Linked DNA regions of Ovis aries: region 1 is linked to region 2. A link is a contact called in public Hi-C data. All regions are on one chromosome and are shown on one strand. Each heading gives the region's core, a stretch centred on a gene start, on an enhancer-like site or on the middle of the called end of the contact. The rest is flanking DNA. Distances are from core to core; before and after follow the strand shown. Region 1 holds the start of KMT2C (lysine methyltransferase 2C). Region 2 overlaps KMT2C (lysine methyltransferase 2C).

Region 1 (3,666 bases), core at 333-2,832, 110 kb before region 2:
ACTCCGCTAGTGAACGGGAAGGCAGGCTCACAAGAGCACATTGTCCCAGGGTTGATCCCTGTTGGCATAAGCAGCCCAGGATCCCACTCACATCTGTAACTCTCCTTTCTGATTAAGTGTCCATTTCAGGTTTCTGACCCTCAGGCCCGTTTTTCTTTCACCCTTTTCACGTATTCTAAGAGGCAGCTTACAACTCCTTCGATTTTTGTCCCCTCATCGCATCTCACCCAACGTTCAAATCAAGTTGTCGGTGTTTTTTTTTTTTTTGGTTTATTATGTCTTTCAGCCTTTTTATTCCTCAGAATGCCATCTTTTTGTCTGACAGCTTTATAAACCCTTTCAGGATCATTTTGAAAACGACGTGGCAATAACGAAAGTACCCCTGGAATAGGATTAGAACGAAGTTGCACTCCATTTCTTTCTCTCCACAGACGCGTATTAAAAAAACGAAAGAACGCTGAACGTGCGCCCGGCGCAGTCCCTCCGGGCCGGTCCCCCCGCGCCCCGCCGAGGGTGGGGCGGGGGCGCCGAAGGGGGAGCCCGGGCCGGCCGCGCGCCGGGGCGCGACCATCTCGCACCCACCCGCCCTCCCGTCCGCGGCTTTGTGGGGGGGTGGGGGGGCCGAGCGCCTCCGGAGCGGGGACGCGGCCCTGCCCCCGTCCTCGCCCTGCCTCCGCGCGCTCCCCGGGACCCCGATCCCGGACTGCCTCCTCCGCAGTTTGGCGTTCTCCCGGGGCCGGGGCCGGAGCCGGAGCCGCGGCGCAGCCGGGGCCGCCGCGTCAGAGGAGGAGGGAGCGGGGGCGGGGGAGGGGCGGTGAGGTCAGCGGCGGCGGCGCGTCCGCGGGCGGCGCATGCGCGGAGCGAGCCCCCCCGTGAGTGGCAGCGGCGGCGGCGGCGGCGGCGCGCGGGGGGCGGCGGGGGCCGGCGGGGGGGGGGAAGGGGAGGGGGCGGGGGCGTCGCGGCGGCCGTGTGTGGGCGAGACCGGCGGCGAGTTTGAGAGGGCTGAGGTGCGGGGGCGGTCGGGGCAGACCCGGCGGCGGCCCTCGCGCGACGGCCCCGGTCGAGTGTGTGTGTGTGTCTGTGTGTGCGTGTGTGTGTGGTACATGCACACCCGCAAAACTTCCTCCTCCCCAGCCCCGGAGGGCGGGCGCGGGCGCTGAGGGGCCGGCGCTCTCGCGCAGCCCGGAACCCACAACAACAACTGGAGCAGCTGTCAAAACTTCGCCGCCGCCGCCGCCCCGCCTGACGCGGCTCGCGCAGGGGAGGGGCCGCCGGCGGGGGGCGCGACCCCCGCCCGCCCGCGGGGCCGCCGCTCCCCGAGCCGCGGCCCCTTTCTCCTCCCCGCCGCGGGCGGCCTGGGGGAGGGGCGCGGGCGGAGACCCCCGGGGCTGGCCGCCCCCGCCCCTGCCCCTGCCCCCACCCCTACCCCTCAGGAGCCCCGCCCCGCCCGGCGCCGCCCGCGCCCGCTCCCGCACCGCCCGGCGCCCGCGCGCCGGCCCCGCCCGCGCTCCCCGCCCCGGCCCGGCCCCTCCCTCCCGCCCGCCGCCCCGCCCGCCGCCCCCCGCCCGGCCCCTGCGCGCCGAGGTGCGCGCGCCCGCGCGTATGTGTGTGAGTGCGTGTCCTGCTCGCTCCATGTTGCCGCCTCTCCCGGTACCTGCTGCTGCTGCTGCTGCTGCTCCCGGGGCTGCGGGAAATGCGAGAGGCTGAGCCGGGGAGGAGGAACCCGAGCAGCAGCGGCGGCGGCGGCGGCGGCGGCGGGAGGAGCCCCCCAGGAGGAGGACCGGGATCCATGTGTCTTTCCTGGTGACTAGGATGTCGTCGGAGGAGGACAAGAGCGCGGAGCAGCCGCAGCCGCCGCCACCACCCCCCGAGGAGCCCGGAGCCCCGGCCCCGAGCCCCGCAGCCGCAGACAAAAGACCTCGGGGCCGGCCTCGCAAAGATGGCGCTTCCCCTTTCCAGAGAGCCAGAAAGAAGTAAGTTGAGTGTGAGGGAGCCAGGCCGGGAGCCAGCGGCGGCGGCGGCGGCGGGCCGGCCCGGAGCTGTCACCGGCGCGCCCCGGGCCCCGCCGCCCCCGCGCGCCCCCGGCCGCCTCCGCGGGGTGGGGGTGGGGCCCCGCCGGCCGCGCGGCTCCGGGCCCCGGGGGCGCCCGCCCGCCCCGCGCGCCCGTCCCGCGCCCCGCGCGCCGGCGCCCGGCCTCCCGCGGGCGCCCCGCACCGCCCTCCGCCGCCGGGCCCCCGACGGCCCGCGCCGCCGCCACACTTTACTTTTTTTTTAGTTTGGGCCCCGGTGCCGCGGTTTCTGGGGCTTCTGTGTTTGGAGAAATTTCTCGTAGCCGCCGCTGGGCCTCGCCGGCTCGTTGGCTATCCCAGCCCGAGGCGCAGCTGGGGAGTCGCGGGGCCGGCCTCGCGTTCGGCGCCCCCCGGGCGCTCGCCGAGCTGTCAAAACGCCGGGGCCAGCTGGTCCCCCGGGCCGGCCGGCGGGCGGCGAGCAGCGGCCGGAGCCGGGCTGCTTCTGTCAGTCGGCCGCGGCTTTAACTTTACTCGCCTCCCCGCCCCCGCCAGCCCCGGGCTCCGGGGCTTCACCGGCGCGTCGGGAAGTCTCACGGCCGCTCCCCTCCCCCGCCCGGCCCGCACCGCCCGGCCCGAGCCGCTCAAACTCCGTGTGGTGGCCGCGCGGGGACCGCGAGCGCCAAGTTTTTGGAAACGTCGCTCCCAACCGCCGGCCGAGCGTGAGGAGCACGTTGGTGCAGCTCCGGACCGATGGAAACCGCGACCGAACTCGCCTCGAGGAGCCGCCTCCGAGCTGTGAGCGGGGCCGGAGCGGCTCTTGGGTGCTTCGGAGCCGGCACCCCGGGGCTGGGCAGCGCCGGTTTTCGATTGTTAGAAATGCCTTTTTGCAGTGTGGTTCTCGGACAACTTTGCCCGTGGAATCCAGAAAGCCGTTTCGTACCGGGGAGGCGCAGAGCACTCGTGGCTCTCGAGGGTGCCGAGCAGGTCCGTGGCCGCCCTCGGAGTTGTAGAATGGCTTGGGTGCTTACTCATTTCATTATATGGTCGTCTCCTGCTAGTGCAAGGGTGCAGCGGACGCCGCGGAGAGCAGCTCACTTACGGATTCTCTGGGTTTTTGTTCTAGTTTGGCTTTTTTTTTTGCTTTGGATGGGGTGCATTCATTTAGCAATAGCGTTGTTAACGTTTGGTGATACATAGTGAAGATAGTAGTGTGAACCCAGGCAGAGAGCAGGGTTGTGGATGCCCAATGAAGCCCTGGACTGGGTATGTGCTCCTTCTTGCTTTGCTGTACTTACACCGTGAAAGCGACTCAGGGCCTTCGGCTTGCCTCCATATTTTATGGCCAGCTCTTACCTAGCTGTGACAAATCGCGAGGGAAACAAGTACAGGATGTATACAGTATTGCATTTGCTCCTTTGTGATATGAAGTTGGAGGTTACTATATCACTCACGTTGTAGTGTCTGATACAGAATGCCATTGTTACTCCAGTATTAACAAATCTGGAGAAGGAAGGTGCAGGTTTAAGTAATTTTAAACTTCTTTGCCACTTTTTTGGTATCCTTTGAAGCAATACATAGGAAGCCACAGTAGGGTTTTAACTTCATTACTTCCCATTTCCACTGTTTCATTCTTTGTGAACATGAATTTTGGATTATT
Region 2 (3,604 bases), core at 1,060-3,559:
CCCTGTAAATAAGCAATTACAGCTGTCTGGGCTCTCGGGGAACCTTAAAAAGAGTAGCCAAATTCACAGTGAAGGGGGTAGAGAAGAAACTGAGCCCTGAAAAATAGTGTATTGACTGGATACCCATAAAGCTAGACAGAATCAAACAAAAACTGCACATACATGCTGTAATCTTGCGAGTACTATTCTATAATGATTTTTGTGGTGTTAGAATGGAGTTATCAGAGGTATCAATATAAACTCATGGTTTTTAGTATTTATATGGACAGATACTGAAATCCAGGTATATGTGTATGCAGGTGTTAGTATGCATGTGTGTATCTCCTAGCTTTGTCCCCCCCCGAAAGCCTAGAAGCAGTGACTTCTAGTAGTGAGCCTGTCAAGTGCCCAGATCTTGGTTTGTAACCAACATTCTGCGATAAAAAGGACCAAGGCTCTTGAAAGCAAGGAAGTGCTGACGGAGATGGGGACTTGTTGAAAGCATAGGAGCCAACCTCAAGGAGCTCCTAAGAGCTGGACCAACTTGAGCAATAACAAAAATTAATGATAGTCTTGGGTTTTCATCCATAGAGTGATCCACACTGGTAAATAGATAAATAAGTAGCGAAGGTCAAGTTACGTCACTTCTCTGCTTAACACTCCAGCTACTTCCCATTTTGTTAAGAATAAAAAAAAAGCCAGTCGTTACTGACCAGCTGGGTCTCCCTGATCTTCAGGATCCCCTCGGGCGCTTCTGAGAGGTTGCTCACAGTAACCCTTCCCCTCCCTCGCTGCCTTCGGCCTCCCTAACCTCCTTGGTCTTACTGAGGTCCTGTTCCCTCTATGCTGACTGGTGTCCTCAGATGCATGCATGGCTTCCTCCCTCGTTCCCTCTGGGTATTTACTCAAGTTTCCTTTATCTGGGAGGTCTTTGCTGGGCTCCCTGTTGAAAATTTCAGGTGCCTCCTCCCGTCACACCCCTGGTGGACTGTTCTCTCCTCTGTACTTATCGGCCTCTAACACAGTGTGTATTTACTTACTAGGCTTGTCTGTCTCTCCTCACTAGATAAGAGTGCCATTCTGATAACTGTCTTTTTCTGTTTTGGTCATTCCTCAGTAAATGTTTGTGGCCTAAATGAGTAGCACTAAAAATCATTCATGGAGTCATTCATAGTTACGCGTAAAAAATAAGTGCCAGAGTGTTAAAGGAGGTCACCACTGTGGTGAATTTTATCCATGTTTATACATTTATACTTGTCAGAAGAACCCTTCTAAAATAGAGGACATTTTTACAGTTCTGCTGAAGTGACGAGGGTGGGGAGGTGTGACAGTGACAGTCTTTGAAATCTCAAAAGGTTCCTTAGGGGCAAAGCCTGTAAAAGTGCTGTTGAGCCCAGAACAGGCTTTATTTTACAAAAAAAAAGAGGTGTCACAAATTTGTTGACCATTATTAGGACAGCATGTGACTGAATAAATTATGGTACCTGCCTCTGTAAAGAAAATAAACATTTAATCTGCCTCTTCAAGATAAAGGTGATGTTTCAGCAATGAGAATGCACTCAAAGAAACCAGTGCTGGGGGTTGAGCATTTTGGTAACAGATGTTTGGAACTGTGTCTATTGTTAGCTTATTGCCAGAAACAATGAAAGTTTGTACTCAAACAAACAACAAAATATTCTCACATTTGTTGCCAAAAAATCTTGGACACAGAATTTCCTGAGTAAAATATTCTAAAGCGTTGATGTATGTTTTAAACCCATTTGTTAAAAATTAATATTTTTTGACTCTGGAAGGTGAAACTCTGCTGGCTAATTTTTGAGAAGTTTGGTTGGGATTGAAAAATGGTCGTTGAAAACGTGTACCTCTGTTTAGATCCCCCTATTTTTGTGGGAATCCTTTTTTAAAAAACCTTCGACAGATGCTGAAATAAACTGAAGTAGAAGTGGACCTTTCAATCTAAGGTGATGGAAAAGAACAAGATGCAAAGCTCAGATGGGTTGGTCTGTACGCTCTAAACTTTTTGGTTGTTCACATCTTTTAAGAAAGAAATATTTGAGTACGTGTCCTTTTTGTTATTGGAACGTACATATCTCTCCTTTCCATCGCTTACCAACGTGTGCCAATTCATGTTACTGTGAGCATTGAATTACTTTTGGTGCCCCCACTAGGGCGGTAGGCGTCACGAGGGCGTGGATACTGTGTGGGTTTGTCATTTTATCTCTGGTGCCTCAAGGAGTCATCTCTGGGGCGAGCGGCTCCTGAGTGGAGCCGGGCAGTGAAGGGCAGTGCTGAGCGTGGTGGCCCAGGGTGGGGAGTGCGCTGCTGGCCCCTGCTGGCCACTGCTGGCCATCGTGCGCTGTGCAGAGGGAGCCCAGCTGCAGCAGTGCCGAGGCTGCCAAGCCTCCTGCAACCAGCAACATTATTCCCATTTTAAAACAAGTACATTATTTCCTCAGTTGCTAAATTGCATTCACTATCAAGCAGTTCAGTTTTTCTGGAATTTCCCTCGGATTGTTCTTCAGTGTTTCCATGGGAACTTCTGTCTTTTGCTAGATAGAAGAATATGCTAAACTCTTTTTCTCCTTTATTTTCCTCTTTGGATTCCTGGAGGGTACCACCAAACCTTAAAACATTACTCCTAGCAGCTCTCCACTTAGAATCGATAGTTTCTTGTTCTCGTGTTGTCTTCACCCTCATCATTGGGCTTCCGTGGTGGCTCAGACAGTAGAGCATCCGCCTACAGTGTGGGAGAACTGGGCATGGCAACCCACTCCATATTCTTGTCTGGAAAATCTCCACTGACAGAGGAGCCTGGCAGGCTGTGGTCCATGGGGTCGCAAAGGGTCGGACACAACTGAGCGACTAAGTACATACCGCAATTCCATTCTGCTGATTTTGTGCCACTTGTACGTGTAAAAACCAACTAATTTCTACAAGAAGAGTTTCAAGTTTTTTAAAAAGTACTTTGGGCTCTTTTTGTAGGCTGAAAAAGAACAAAAATAGTTTTTCTGTAATAAGGTGGGAGTACAGATTTACAATGTAAGTAAACAGTGTAATGTAAGTGTAATTTTTGTTTAAAAAGCCTTAATGACAATAGCAGTAAAAATCTCCACACACTTCTCTAACCAGTGGAAAGTAGGTTTATATAAGATCATTGAAAACATGGCCTGCATATATGTAAGATGGTCCCAGGTACCTATTTTATGAATAATGTTATCTAATACTGTTGTTTTTTACATAATCCTAGTGCTTTGCAGTGTAAAATAAAACATTTCCAGTTATTTAGTCTTCATTTTACCTTACAGTTTTTTAAGAGGAAGGAAACACTTGCATACCTGAGTTCTGTGTTTGTGTTGAGGGGTTCTCAAGACCACGTCTACACTGGAGACTGACTCAGACTCAAGGGCCTCATCACAGAGTTGTAATTATGGCTGAGGCTTACTGCCCTGATGCGGTAGAAAGATCTTAATGGGAAGAGATGTTGACGAGGTCTAGAAGCATCTGTGTTCAGGTTTCCTCGGTGCTCTCCCTCCCGTGAGGGGTCACACAGAGTACCCTTGTCCTCCAGCAAGGGAAGTACGGCGATGTGTCTGCTGGTTCTGCCCTGAGACGCTCGAGGTCTTTA

What was found. A called contact is a pair of places that touch in the nucleus more often than the background predicts.
Region 1: a Hi-C map of hypothalamus shows a contact between it and region 2, with 3 times the contacts expected there. The contact joins the promoter of KMT2C here to the enhancer-like site in region 2. A contact is called at or near these places in 2 of 16 Hi-C or Micro-C datasets (hypothalamus and muscle).

Annotation. Positions count from the first base shown.
Region 1 is chr4:116,460,056-116,463,721 of ARS-UI_Ramb_v3.0, reverse strand. KMT2C (lysine methyltransferase 2C) reads left to right here and starts at 1,582. Exons shown (of 60, transcript XM_060415214.1): 1 at 1,582-1,973. The coding sequence starts at 1,813.
Region 2 is chr4:116,351,841-116,355,444 of ARS-UI_Ramb_v3.0, reverse strand. The region is part of intron 6 of KMT2C (lysine methyltransferase 2C); the gene reads left to right. Among named protein-coding and RNA genes, the nearest start is that of KMT2C, 110 kb to the left of the region's middle. Within about 2 kb of position 2,309, at least 16 of the 54 cell types and tissues checked have an H3K27ac peak or open chromatin away from gene starts, as enhancers often do. A contact at or near this core is called in hypothalamus, where this site is marked.